Regions from separate parts of the Sus scrofa genome. Here region 2 is linked to region 1. A link is a contact called in public Hi-C data. All regions are on one chromosome and are shown on one strand. Each heading gives the region's core, a stretch centred on a gene start, on an enhancer-like site or on the middle of the called end of the contact. The rest is flanking DNA. Distances are from core to core; before and after follow the strand shown. Region 1 holds the start of FXN (frataxin, mitochondrial). Region 2 holds the start of TJP2 (tight junction protein 2).

The links. Hi-C and Micro-C count contacts between places; a contact is called where the count stands out from the background.
Region 2: a Hi-C map of liver shows a contact between it and region 1, with 6 times the contacts expected there. The contact joins the promoter of TJP2 here to the promoter of FXN in region 1. A contact is called at or near these places in 1 of 5 promoter capture datasets (liver) and 11 of 47 Hi-C or Micro-C datasets (alveolar macrophages, embryonic fibroblasts, epiblast stem cells and 5 more).

The regions. Positions count from the first base shown.
Region 1 is chr1:222,407,433-222,414,238 of Sscrofa11.1, forward strand. FXN (frataxin, mitochondrial) reads left to right here and starts at 5,053. Exons shown (of 7, transcript XM_021064638.1): 1 at 5,053-5,260. The coding sequence starts at 5,093.
Region 2 is chr1:222,473,133-222,480,018 of Sscrofa11.1, forward strand. TJP2 (tight junction protein 2) reads left to right here and starts at 1,518. Exons shown (of 23, transcript NM_001206404.1): 1 at 1,518-1,949.

The sequences.
Region 1 (6,806 bases), core at 3,803-6,302:
AAAAAAAAAAAAAAAAAAGTGTACTTGGGATTATGCCGAGTCAGTAGAGACACTAGGAGGCTTGATGGAAAGATATTGTGGTTTGCTCAGTTGAAAGAGACTCAGTGGTCTGAGCTGAGTGTTTAAGAGGCCGATCTGATGCGTTTCTCAGAGCACAGAGCACCTCACTCCTGATCTCCCCCCTGAGCTCTGCTCAGGGGCTGCTGCAGGTGGGCAGCTGCAGTGGCTTCTGATTTAATCCATGTAGAAGCTGATGGCAAGTTCCAGACTCCAGTTCACACACCTACTGCATTGTCTGGAAGGATGTTCATTATATCTCTACTGCGGTTATTTGATCTCTTTTGAGTACCGTTTTTTAAATCTCCTGACTTTTTTTTTTTTTTCTTTTTTGCCACAGCATGCACAAGTTCCCAAACCGGGGATCAAACCCCTGTCACAGCATTGACTTAACCCACAGCTGTGACAACACTGGATCATTAACCCACTGCACCACAGGGAACTCCAAAATCTCCTATCTTCTTCTTCTCCTCCTTCTTCTGCTCTTTAGGGCTGTATCTGCAGCATATAGAAATTCCCAGGTTAGGGGTCAAATGAGAGCTGCAGCTGTGGGCCCACAGTTTGCCTCTGTCTTAGCTATTGTAAATTGTGCTACTATGAACATTAGGGTGCATGTATCTTTTCAAATTATAGCTTTTTCTGGATAGATGTCCAGGAGTAGGATTGCTGGATTATATGGTAGGTCTATTTTTAGTTTTTTGAGGGACCTCCATACTCTTTTCCACAGCGATTGCAGCATTGCACATTCCCACCAATAGTGTAGGAGGGTTCCCTTTTTTCCACACTCTCTCCAGTCTGAATCAGGGAGCCTTATTCTTTAGCTCCACCTTTCTTTCTCAGGTTTGCTTTGGCTATTCACTCACCAAGAGTATCTGGTATGTGTCAGAGATATTAGCTAAATAAGGACAGTCGCAATGACACTGCAGGCTATGGAAACACAGAGGAGGGTGCCTAAGACACACTTTGGGGACAGAGAGGCTGGTTTCAGAAAAGGCTGTGGGAAGGGTCACATGGGACATCTAGGTTGAATCCCAGAGGAAGAGGAGGAGATAGTCACATGATCCAGCCGTCACACCTATGTAACAAGTTACCCCAAAACATACTGGCTTACACCCAGGCCCACATCTTGCATGCTCATAGAGTCTGTGAGTCTGGAATTCAGACAAGGCCCGACGGGGATGCCTTGCCTCAGTTGCGTGGTATCTGGGGCCTGGGCTAGATGACCCAAAAAGGCTGGAGCTGGAATCATCTGAACACAGGTTCGCTCATTTGTCTGTGGTTGACGCTGACTGTTGACTGGGGGTCTCGCTTCCTCTCCATGTGGTCGCTGCCTCGGCTAGTTCGGATTTCCTCAGAACATATTGGCTGGTCCCCAGAGCAAGAATCCCCAAATGAGGAGTTCCTGTCATGGCTCAGTAGTTAACAAACCTGACTAGCATCTGTGAGGACACAGGTTTGATCCCTGGCCTTACTCAATGGGTTAAGGATCTGCTGTTGCTGTGAGCTGTGGTGTAGGTCATAGATGCAGCTTGAATATTGCATTGCTGTGGCTGTGGTATAGGCAGCGGCTATAGCTCCGATTAGACCCTTAGACTGGAAACCTCCATATGCCGAGGGTGCAGCCCTAAAAAGACCAAAAAAAAAAAAAAAAAAAAAAAAAAGACAAAAAAAAAAAACCAAAATGAGAGAGTTAAGAGGAAGCTTTATCCTTTGGCATATACAGCATGAAAGCCTTTGGAGTCCATGTGAGATGGGATAAATATTGACATGGTCCTCCTTGGGAAATCCAGCCTCCCATACCAGGCAAAGAGATGGAAAACTAGGGAACAACAGAAGGGATGACCCAGAAGGGAACAAAAGCATGGCAGGTTCTGGGAATTGTGAGTAGTTTGCAAAGGCAAAGATGTCCAGATGCCTTCTAATGTCCATTCTCCCTTTTTGTAATAACAGGATTTCTAAAATTTCATTGAACACATTGGCTGCTAAATGACCCTATTCCCTTGCAGCTTGGTAAGGTCACATGATTAATTTCTAGCCTGTCAGATGCAAGTAAAAGTATTAGGTGGAAATTCCAGAATGTGTCCTTTAATGGGAGAGGATGCCTTTCTCCCCACCCTGCTGCCTAGAATACACAAATGGTGGCTGACCGACTAGCAGCTATTTTGGACTATGGGGACCAGGGCCACACCTCAGATGGCAGAGTGGAAAGCTGGAAGGGGCCTGGATCTCTCATAACTTGGCTGAACTGCCCAAGAACCCTGGATGCCAATTTCTCAACATCTTTGGATGTGAAAGAGAAATAAACTTCTGAATTGCTTAAAACATTATTTTCCTGTTCTCTGTTATACTCAGCAAAACCTAACTGGTGCACTCATTACCTGGAGGGTAGGGAGTAGGGTACACGGAAGGGTGTGGAAAGAACATGCATTTTTTTTTTTTTCCCCTTTTAGCGCCACACTCACAGCATATGGATGTTCCCAGGCTAGAGTTCAAATCAGAGCTGCAGCTGCTGGCTCATGCCACAGCCACAGCAACATCAGATCCAAGCCGCATCTGTGTCCTGCACAACAGCTCACAGCAATGCTGGATGCTTAACCCACTGAGTGAGGCCAGGGGTTGAACCCACATCCTCACAGAGACTATGTCAAGGTTCTTAACCCTCTGAGCCACAATGGGAACCCCAAAAGCACATATCTTGCTTTGAGTGGGGAAAGGGAACTAATGGTGAGATTCACTTTGAAGGTTTAGACTTTTAGAAAGATCACCTCATGGAGTTCCCTGATGACTCAGCAGGTTAAGAATGGGGCAGTGTCACTGCGGTGGCTCTGGTTACTGCTATGATATGGGTTCAATCCCTGGCCTGGGAATTTCACATGCCACAGATGCAGACATACACATACAAAAAAAGATCACTCTGTGACACTGGCTTAATTCACATTTGTGTTCAAAATGTACCCTACTGCAGGTTCTCAAAACTCAGGGCACTTTAGATTTCCCTGGAGGTCTCATTAAAACACAGATTTCTGGGCCTTACTCCTAGAGTCTGGATAAGACCTGAGAATTTGCATTCCTAAAGGCACTGGGTCCTACAGGGTCCCTCCACAGCTGTGTATAGCCATGGGGCTTTAGCCTCTTATCTGGTAAGCCCAATTCTCTTTGACAACCTCTCAGGATCTGGAGAAGGACAAATTCTTGGAGGCTTTAATATTCTCTGCTCTGCTCCTCTGAGCCTGTTTCCTTGGCCAAAAAGGCAAGGGCAGTGGTATCAACTTTGCCAGGAGCTGGAGCAGGTGCCTGGGCCCTTTCCATGCCAGAACATGCTAAGCATGCTGGTTAATCAGAGTGCAACTCTCTAAGTATATTTTGACATTCTGAGTATGTGAGGATGGGCCTGGGGCCAAGGCCAACAACCAACACACTTCCCTTTGCCGCCAATGGATTCTTCCCATGTGGCTTCAGTGGGTTCTTCTCAGACTTGGCACCACTGACATTTTGGTCTGGATGACTCTGTGTTGGGGGCGGGGGGCTTCCTATGCATAGCAGGATGTCTAACAGTATACCTGGGCTCTACCCACTTGATGCCGTTAGCACACACATGCACCCTACTCCCAACTGTGACAATCATAAATATTTCCACATACTTTATGGGGGAGAAATGACTTCTCCATGCCTGGCATATACATAACAGGTGCTCAGTATATGGCTGCTTAAAATTAATTGAATACAGGAGAACATCTCAGATCCAAAAGAATACCCTGTCAGATAGGCAGTCAAATCCCACTTCCTCTACCCTATTTTTTCAAGGCCCTGCCACTTCCTCCATGACGACGTCCTTGATTGCCCCCACCCCTACTTGTATATGCTCTCCCGTGCAACACCAACACCCAGTAGTTCATGTTCTTCTTTAACACTTGTCATTATCCTATTTATACAGATGTTTTATCTCCTCTGTTCATAAAATACTGAGATGGCTTTGGAAGAAATTTGACACTTTGTATCTCCTCTATCCACTATCTTTCCCATAAAGATGATATTCTCTAGTATGCATAGTTGACATTTTCTAAAGCATATATTCAAATATAAAAGAACTTCCATAATTTGTATTCCTTTGCAATACACAAACTAAGTAGAATTTTCTTTTATTTTTACTTACTTATTTTTGGTCTTTTTAGGGCCTCACCTGCAGCATATGGAAGTTCCCAGGCTAGGAATCAAATCAGAGCCGTAGCTGCCTATGCCACAGCCACAGCAATGCCAGATCCTATCCACGTCTTTGACCTACATCACAGCTCACTGCAACACCAGATCCTTAACCCACTGAGCAAAACCAGGGATTGAACCCACATCCACAAGGATACTGTCAGGTTTGTTTCTGCTGAGCCATAACGGAAGCTCCTAGAATTTTCTTTTAAAATGTATTAACATATTAATATTTATTGTGGGCTTAACAGGATTAAGGGCCTTTCCAAGAAAACTTTACATGGATTAACTCATTTTATCCTTACAACCACCGTATGAAGTAGAGACTTTTATACCCCATTTTACAGATGAGGCACAGAGAGGTTAATTAACTTCCTCACTGGTCACACAGGTAGGAAGTAGGCAGAGTTCAAATTTAAACCAAGCAATCCGTTTCCTGTCTGCACTCTTCTGCTATAATTTATACGGGCGGCCAAGCAGCTTCAAGACCTGAATTCCGTCCAGTTCACAGCAAAACTGCAGTTCCCAAATCCTTTCTGCATAAAATTCTGGAGCAGCAGGTCACTAAGCTGGTCTTGGAGTTGGGGACCTTAGTATTGCATTCACTATGTTGCCCAAGGGATAAGCCCTCTGCCTTGCACAAAGCAGCCTCTCTATTTTTGTTAAATGCAGAGGTGGTGCAAGGCTGGCAAGTTCTTCCTAAAGTGTAACATCTGGCCGTTTCCCAAGCCCACAGAAAAGGGGAGCTCGCGCCTGCGGCTGCGACCCGTGACCACCAGGTGGCGCCTGCCTTCCCCCGAGCAGGAGGGCGGAGCGGCTGCAGATCGCGAGGGACATGTGGACGCTCGGACGCCGAGCGGCTGCCGGCTTCCTTCCCCGCTCCGGGCCCCGAGGCTCTGCCCAGGCCCGCGCCGGGGCTCCGCGGCCGACGAAAGATCCCCAGCCTTATGGCTGCCGGGGTCTGCGCACCGGGACCGCCGCGGCCCGCGCACGCAACCAGTCGGTGAGTATCTGCGCCGGCAGCCGACAGGGCCACACGCCGGAACAAGGAGGCCGCGCACGCCGGGAACGCGCGCTCGCACCCGCTCCTTTGGGGCCGCGTTCGGGCGGGGGCGGGAGGCGGCGGCACCTTGCGGTGAGACCCCTAGTCTTGGTTTCTCAGAGAGTCTTTTGTACTGGCTTCCGCTTTCCGGGGAAAAGAGACTGTTTTTTCCTGCAATTCAGCTGCGGGAACTGCGCGGGCAAAGGCAGGGAAGGTGCACGGGGTCGGCTCTTAGGGACCAGGGGTGACTCTAAGCTTGTCACCTCTTTGCGAGAACTTAAGTAATAATTAAGTGCTAGTTACTGTAATATTCCTATATGTATATTATCTGTACTATTAGTACCCAGTACATAGGACTATTTCAATAAAATATATATCAATATAATAGTATATTATATAAATATGTATACTATCAGAGTGATTTTTTTAGGCATGGGCTTTTATGAACAAAAATGCTTTCATCGAGCGACGTGAAGATGTCAAGCTTTCAGAGCACAGTCACTGGAGCAGCGGGGCTTTTAGATTGGGCCTGGGTTCCAAATTCTAGCTCCTTCCTCGACTCCACATGGTGGGTGACCCTTCGGGGGATCCTGGGAACTCTGAGGCGTGGCTTCCTTTTCCATGAAGAGGAGATTCCCATTTTGCCAAGCAGGCATGAGGTTTAATTAACATATATAAAGTCTTCAGCAGTTCACTTTCTTCCCCCGAGGATACAAAAGAAATATCTGACCCAGTTACTCCACGACTAGAAAGGAGGAAGCCCAAAGAAAAGCTGTGGGATTAAGGCTGCCTGGGAGGATGTTTAATCCGGGTCTGATGATGTTAGGGAGCCGTGCTGGCCTTCAGGAGAAGACCTTGTGGGCAAAGGCCTGGGCAGCGGACTAGAGATCAGCTCTAAGTGGCTGGTGACCGGATGGGCTTGGTGATGGAGGTGGCAGGTGAAATCCAACACACAGTGTTGGTGGAGCTCCGGAACTTGGACTTTCCGCTTAAACCTCCCACTGGCATGTGTTATTTGGCCTTCTGTGAAGAAACACTGGGGTAGGTTGCCAACACTCAAAGTTGGGATCGTGGATCTCCCCTCTTCTCAGGAAAACTAGGCGGTTATAGCCACACAGGTCCCACACTTCCCTTCTGCAGAACACAGACTTGTTGCTGTGTTTATTCTGCTGAGACTTGCTCCTTGTGATCAAGTGTCAGTTTTGAGATTTTGTTGATGCACACAGCTGTCCATTTATTTGCTTTCTCTGCTGGATCATGCCGCTGTCCATTTATTTGCTTTCTCTGCTGGATCATGCCGGTTGGGTGAGTATGTTCCACCTTGTCCAGGCTCCGGTTGAGTCCTATAGGCTGCTCTTACAGTGGTGCTGCAGTGGGCATTCCTGTGAGTGGACAGAACTGCCTTTGGGGTGAAGTCTTCAGCCTGGCATTGCTGAGCGAGGGGCTGGCAAACGTTCCACGCACTTGATGCAAAGAGTGGTTGTACTGCTACGTCTTCCCCAGTACT
Region 2 (6,886 bases), core at 268-2,767, 62 kb after region 1:
CTGGTTAAGCCACCAACTTGATACCTACATTCATTTGTTGCGTTTTGGTTTTTAAATTTTTGATTTTTCATAATTCTGTAAAACTTACGTTATTCCAAAGTCAAATCTACAAAACAAGATACAGAGAAGTCTAGCTTCTATCCTTATTCTTTCCTTATACTTGTTTCATCTCTCCCAAAAAGGTAACTATTTGATTTAATAATTTATCTTTCCACTTAAAAAATCCATAAGCAAATGTATGTGTTCTTGCTTTCTTAGATAAATAATAAGGCACTATATACACCTTTATTCATCTCGTCAGCACTATGTTTCTGACAATCTACAGTTCATCTTTTTAAAAACTGTACTGTCTTCTAGGTTCAGTCTACTCACTTCTTGGAATAACTTGTTGATAGGTATTCCCAGAAATCTAAACCAAATGAACTTGAGTTTTAATTCATACCATTACTTCTGGCAAAAGTTTGTGTAGGGAGGAGGGGAGGAGGACTTGGCAGTCATAAGCAAAGCTGTCTTGAATGAATGAGGGCATGACCTTCCCAGGAAATTAATGTATATTTTTGGTGGTAAAATCCACATAACATAAAATTGACCATTTTAAACATTTCTAAGCACACAATTCAGTGGCATTTAGTACATTCACATTGTTGTGCCACCAACACCACTATCCATCTCCACATTCTAAACGGAAACTCTGCATCCATTAAACAATGTCTCCACAACCTTCCAGGATTTCTTTCTTTCTTTTCTTTTCTTTTCTTTTTTTTTTTTTGGTGGAGGGAGCCACGCCCAGGGCATGTGCCAGTAATGGAACCTGCGCCACAGCAGAGATCCCAGGCCGCTGCAGTGACAACGCGAGGGGTCCTTAACCTGCTGCGCCAAAAGGGAACTCCCAGGCTTTTTAATAAGGCTAAATAGGAAGGAGCACCTGCTTGTCAGTTGCAGGCCTAGGCACTAAGATGATTCTGCCTTCCCAGCTGAGCAGGGATTCCGTGGTGACTAAACTGGCTCTCGGGTTAACACTCCCGCCCTCACCTATTGTCCCAGCGGGAGGAACCGGTATTTCCGGATTGGGGCCTCAGACCCTGTGATTCTGGCTAAGGGTGAGGTCGGTGGAGGAGGGGAACGGAAGCTGATCATAAAAGTCAACTTTCCACCAAAATAATTAACCTGCTTTTCCATCCCCCACAACAAAAACAAAGACCTCCAACACCACCAATCAAACACCCACCCACAATGGTCCCCAACCTCCTGTGGTCTTTGAAAGGGTTGCTAGGCTGACCCCTTCCTTGCCCACCTCCCTGGAGAGGATCGAAAATTCGACCTGGTTACGAATAAAGAAAGGAGCACAGCGAATTCCAATTGCCCTTCGGCGGAAAGAAAGCCCAGTGGCAGTTTTGCAGAGAAAGGAAGAGGCCAGGGAGTGGGCGTCCGGGCTGGAGTAACCAGACTGTCCCTGTGGCCGCAGTCCCTGCCCCACCGCTGGGTGGCGAGTGTGAGCCCCTTTCCGTCCTTCCCGATCCCACAAAGTAGCGCTACAACAAACGGAGTTTCTCTCCCCTGGCTCGCGCTCTTGGCACTCTCCGGGGCTTGAAGGAAGCAGGTAACAAGACGCTGCCCACCCTCGTCCCCTCCGGACCGCCGCTCTCTGGATCGGTGCCGCCCCGATCCCCCCACTCTGAATTTTTTTTCCTTTCTCCCAAATCTCCAAACAGGAAATAGTTTGAGTCACAATAATACACAGGAGCAGCAGCCGAGGCCACTCGCGCCCGCCCATTCCCGGGGCCGCCTCCAGCACTCTGGCCGGGCGAGGCGCCTCCGGCAACGCGCGAGGAAAGCGCAGGGGACACCGGCCCAGCAGCCGGCGCCGCGTCGGAGGCGCCCAAGCGCCTGGCAGAGCCACCCTCGCCCAGCGCCGGACTCCGCCAACTGCAGCCACTACCCGCTTCCAGGCAAGTACCCTTCTGCCTAGGCTCACGGCTCGCGGATACCTTCCCCAGGTCCTGACTTTGGAGAGGGAGGGTTTTGCAGGGTGTGGAGGAGCGCTTGCGCCCTGGCTCCGTCGTGGGGGCGGAGGTAGGGGGCAGTGCGAGTGAATTGAGTCGGTATCACCTCATGTCCCTGTGGAGTTGAGGTGTACTTTATTGGGAATTGATTTTTTTCCTTTCTGGTGATTCTTAACTGACCTTTGCCTCCCCCTCCCCCTCTCCCCCTCCCCCGGCGGGGGGATGACAGCGCGTCACAGGGTTTCTCTTGGGGGAATCGTCTAGAAGTGGGTTGGAGCGCGCAACTGGGGCAGCAACAGGTGCCTGGGAGCCACCTTCTTTTTCCTACCTGGCCTGGCGCCTTGTCCCCGAAGGGGTGGGAACTGTTTCACTTTCTGTTGAGCTTCTCTTTAACCAGATTAAAAGGGCCTCTGAGTTTCTGTTGGTGCAGTCAGCGTTTGCAGTATCTGAAGGAAGCGGGAGCTGGGGTCTTGGATTTATGCGTGCGAAGGGGGCAGGGTGGGGGCTGCTGGTTAGCTGAGAGCAGGTGATGGCTGCCTGGGCTGCGGGTGGAGACAGCTGCGGAGCCTGAAAACTCCGCACACCTGAGCGGTATGACTGTGAGGCCGGGGAGGTGCGGCCAGCTCAGGCCGGGAGCGGAATCCGCGCGCCCAGAGCAGCAGAGTTTTGGAGAATTTTTTTTTTTTTTTTTCTCTCCCTTCACTTTCTGACACATTTGTAAGGGAGGGGCCGGGCTTGTCTACGTGCTGGGCGTTGTCAGTCTTCAAGAACTGCATTGCAAAGTTCTTCTATAGGGAACTCGGTTAAAACTGAGTTGGACATCTTTATTTGGATAAAGGCCACTGAATTCCAGGCATTCTTCAAACTTGAGAAGGGTATTTTCAAGACTGTTTTGAAGTCCGCTTCAGGGCTTTCTGCGAAACTGCCGCTCCGTCAGCTATCCTTATCGGCTGTGGCCGCTTCTTAGTCCGGAAGGTGGGTGGAAACTCTCGGGAGGTCCCATTCTGTCAGGCCTTCTATCCAAGTTTCTCAACGCATTTTTTACAAAAGGTGGTTGGTAGCTAAGTTAAGTGCTTAGCCATTGCGCCTGAAAGATATGATCAACCCTTTGTGTTTCCGGGCTAGGGGACCGTGGTTTTAGAGGGTTAGGTTCAGAGGGCGACAGTCTTTCCTTTTAAGCGCTCTGGGGCCTTGTGGCTTTGAGTGAGGTCCAAGGAACAGCAACAGCGGCATCACCTGGGGGCCTGTTAAAAATTCAGGACCTCAGGGCCCGCCCAGATCTGCTGAATCAAGATCGCCAGGGGATCCTTTGCATATTAACGTTTGGGAAACATGGGCCTAAGGCAGGTTGGGGTGAAGTTTTGTTGTTCTGTTGAAAGAGGTGATTGACACAAATGAACCTTTCCACAGAAAAGAAACTCACGACTTGGAAAACAGACTTATGGTTGCGGGGGTTGGGGGGAGTGGGATGGACTGGCAATCTGGGTTTAATAGATGCAAACTATTGCCTTTGGAATGGATAAGCAATGAGATCTTGCTGCATAGCACTGGGAACTTTATCTGGTTATATCTTATGATGGAGCAGGATGGAGGATAATGTGAGAAAAAGAATGTGTGTGTGTGTGTGTAACTGGGTCACTTTGCTGTGCAGTAGAAAATTGACAGAACACTGTAAACCAGCTATAGTGGGAAAATCATTAAAAAAAAAAAAGAAGTGATTGACAGTATGTTTCCCTACATTTCCATCCAGTCCCACGTTTGAATCTTCCTTTTGCAAACAAACACTACAGCTTTGTGGGTCACCACCCCTCTATCCCAAGGTGGCTCCTTAAGCAAGATTTGGGCCTCTGATTAGCACACTAGCTTTTTGTTTCTAGGTACTTTTAAAATTATTACTGTGATAAAATATACACAGACTAAAGTTTGCCGTTTTTAATCATTTTGAAGTGTCCAATTCAGTGGCTTTAAGTACCTGTGCAACCATCAATTACCACTATCCTTTTCCAGACCTTCTTCACTGTCCCAAACAGAAATCCTGTACCCATTAAAAAATACCCTACTCCCCTCTCTTCCCAGCCCCTGAGCTTCAGGATATTGTTAATGACATTTTCTGTAAGGTATAGAAAAGGTTGAATAGGAACGTAAAGTAAAAGTAAAAGGATGCCTATAGAGTTCCTGTTGTGGTTCAGTGGTTAGCGAACCCGACTGGCATCCTTGAGGACTCGGGTTTGATCCCTGGCCTCACTCAGTGGGTGAAGGATCTAACGTTGCTACCAGCTGTGGTGTAGGTCACAGATGCAGCTCAGATCCAGTGTTGCTGTGGCTGTGGCATAGGCCATCGGCTATAGCTCTGATTGGACTCCTAGACTGGGAACCTCCGTATGCTGTGGGTGCGGCCCTAAGAAAAAGAAAAAAATATAAAAGGACGTTTGCAGGATATGAATAAACTTTTGGAAATTCCTGGATCACTGGCCTGGTGGATGTGGCATTGTAGCTCTAGGTTCTTAGATTGCGTGTTCTTTATTTTAATGGAGACAACCAGCACCTATGAGGGCTTCCTTTCTGGTTTGGGTGGTAAGGGATGGAGCTACCCAGGGCTCAGACTGCACTAATTAACTAGGTGCACATGCCTGGTAAGATCTACCTCTGTGCTTCTTTTAATTGGCTTTATTTTAGGTTTCCTGTTTACATTGGGTTTAGTTTTTTGGTTTTGTTTTTGTTTTTTAATTCTGACTCAAACTCATTTTTAAAAGTAGTTGAAATAGGAGTTCCCATCGTGGCGCAGTGGTTAACGAATCTGACTAGGAACCATGAGGTTGCGGGTTCGATCCCTGGCCTTGCTCAGTGGGTTAAGGATCTGGCATTGCCGTGGAGCTGTGGTGTAAGTCACAGACGCGGCTCGGATCCCTCGTTGCTGTGGCTCTGGTGTAGGCCAGTGGCTACAGCTCTGATTAGACCCCAAGCCTGGGAACCTCCATATGCCGCGGGAGCGGCCCAAGAAATGGCAAAAAGACAAAAAAAAAAAAAAAAAAAGGTAGTTGAAATAAACCTTAGGAAAAAGTGTTGGAGTTACTGTCGAGGCTCATCAGAAACGAACGTGACTAGTATCCATGAGGATGAGGGTTCGATCCCGGGCTTCGATCAGTGGATTGGATCTGGTATTGCCATGAGCTGTGGTGTAGGTCGCAGATGTGGCTCCGATCTTTTGTGGCTGTGGCATAGGCCAGCAGCTGCAGCTCTGATTCTGACCTTAGCCTGGGAACTTCATGTGCCACAGGTGTGGCCCTAAGAAGCAAAAAAAAAAAAAAAGAAAAAAAAAATTGTTGCTTGGCGAATATGTGAGAGAAGGTCACAGAAAGACTTAAAAAGATTTGAAATGTTTTTCTATTTTTTAAAAAATATTTTTCTAATACACCCCAAACTATTTTGTTTTTGCTTTGTCAGGTGAGTCTAATGGTCTATTATTTCTAGTTGTAAAAATGTTTGTATAATTTAGAAAATCTTTGTTGTTGTTTTAATTGAAGCATAGTTGATTTACAGTGTTGTGTTAATTTCAGGTGTACAGCAAAGTGATTCAGTTATGCACACACACACATATATATTCTTTTTTAGATTCTTTCCCATTATAGGTTATTATAAGATAGTGACTATAGTTCCCTGAAGTATACAGTAGGTCCTTGTTGTTTGTGTATTTTACTTATTTATTTTTTGGCCACACCTAAGGCATGTGGAAGTACCCAGGCCAGGGATTGAACTGGCACCGCAGCTGTAACCAGAACCACAGCAGTGACAATGCTGGATCCTTAACCAGCTGAGCCACACGGGAACTCCTATCTATTTTATATATAGAGTAGTGTGTATCTGTTAATCCTAAACTCTTAATTTATGGAAAGGCTTTGTAATCATGAAAGCTGTCTGCCTTCATCTGCTTAAAATTGTCCAGGTTGGCTGAGGACATGTTTTCAGTTAGAACAGAAATGTGAATTGGCAAACTAGTAAGAATGGTTTCATTCATGATCTAACAAAAACAAAGACATTGTTATAGATCAAGAATGTGGTTCAGAATACATAAGTGATCGGAGATATTGGGAAGATCTAATAAATAGCTGAATAGTGGCAGATCCTTAAAATTCTTCCCAGATTGTTTCTTTTCTTGTACTATGACTTTGGTTAGCATGAAGCTATCATCTTGTAGGAAGGAACTTACAAGGTTCCTTTGGGAGTTCATGCTGTGTGTGGCCCAGTGGGTTAAAAATCAAACTGCAGCGGCTTGGGTCTCAGCTGCAGCTCTATTCAGATTCAGTCCCTTGCCTGGGAACTTCCATTTGCCCCAGATGTGGCCATTAAAAAAAAGAAGAAGAAAAAGAAAGAAAAGAAAAATCCCTTTGAAATAATGGATGAAGATAATTCAAATAGGCCAGATTTGGCAGAAAATTCTCCATTTTCAGGAGATTCTTGGCATTCACAGAATTTGAGAATGTTATATTTTTAGAATTCTAGTAAGGCAAAAGAGAATAGATTTCCCCTTCTCCACTGTGTTCTCTTCTGAAATGGCAATATATTTCAGTGTTTTATGTGGTGAACAAATGCTATTTTGTAATGCACACCGGTGAAAAAAATTCCTTAGCAAGTGTTCAGTGAATGGATTTATTTCTCATTCAGTGATGCCTGGAGAATCATTTGGGGAGTTAAGTAAAAATGGAACCCTTCATCTACTCCAGACCATCTGAGTGAGACTCTGCATTGGAATCTGTAGGTTTAATAACACTTTGGTGATTCTAATAAATAGTTAGGTTTGGAAGTCATATACACATGCAAACTAAGATATTGAGAAATTAATCTGAAAGTACAAGAGAATTCAATTTTATATTAAACATGAAATA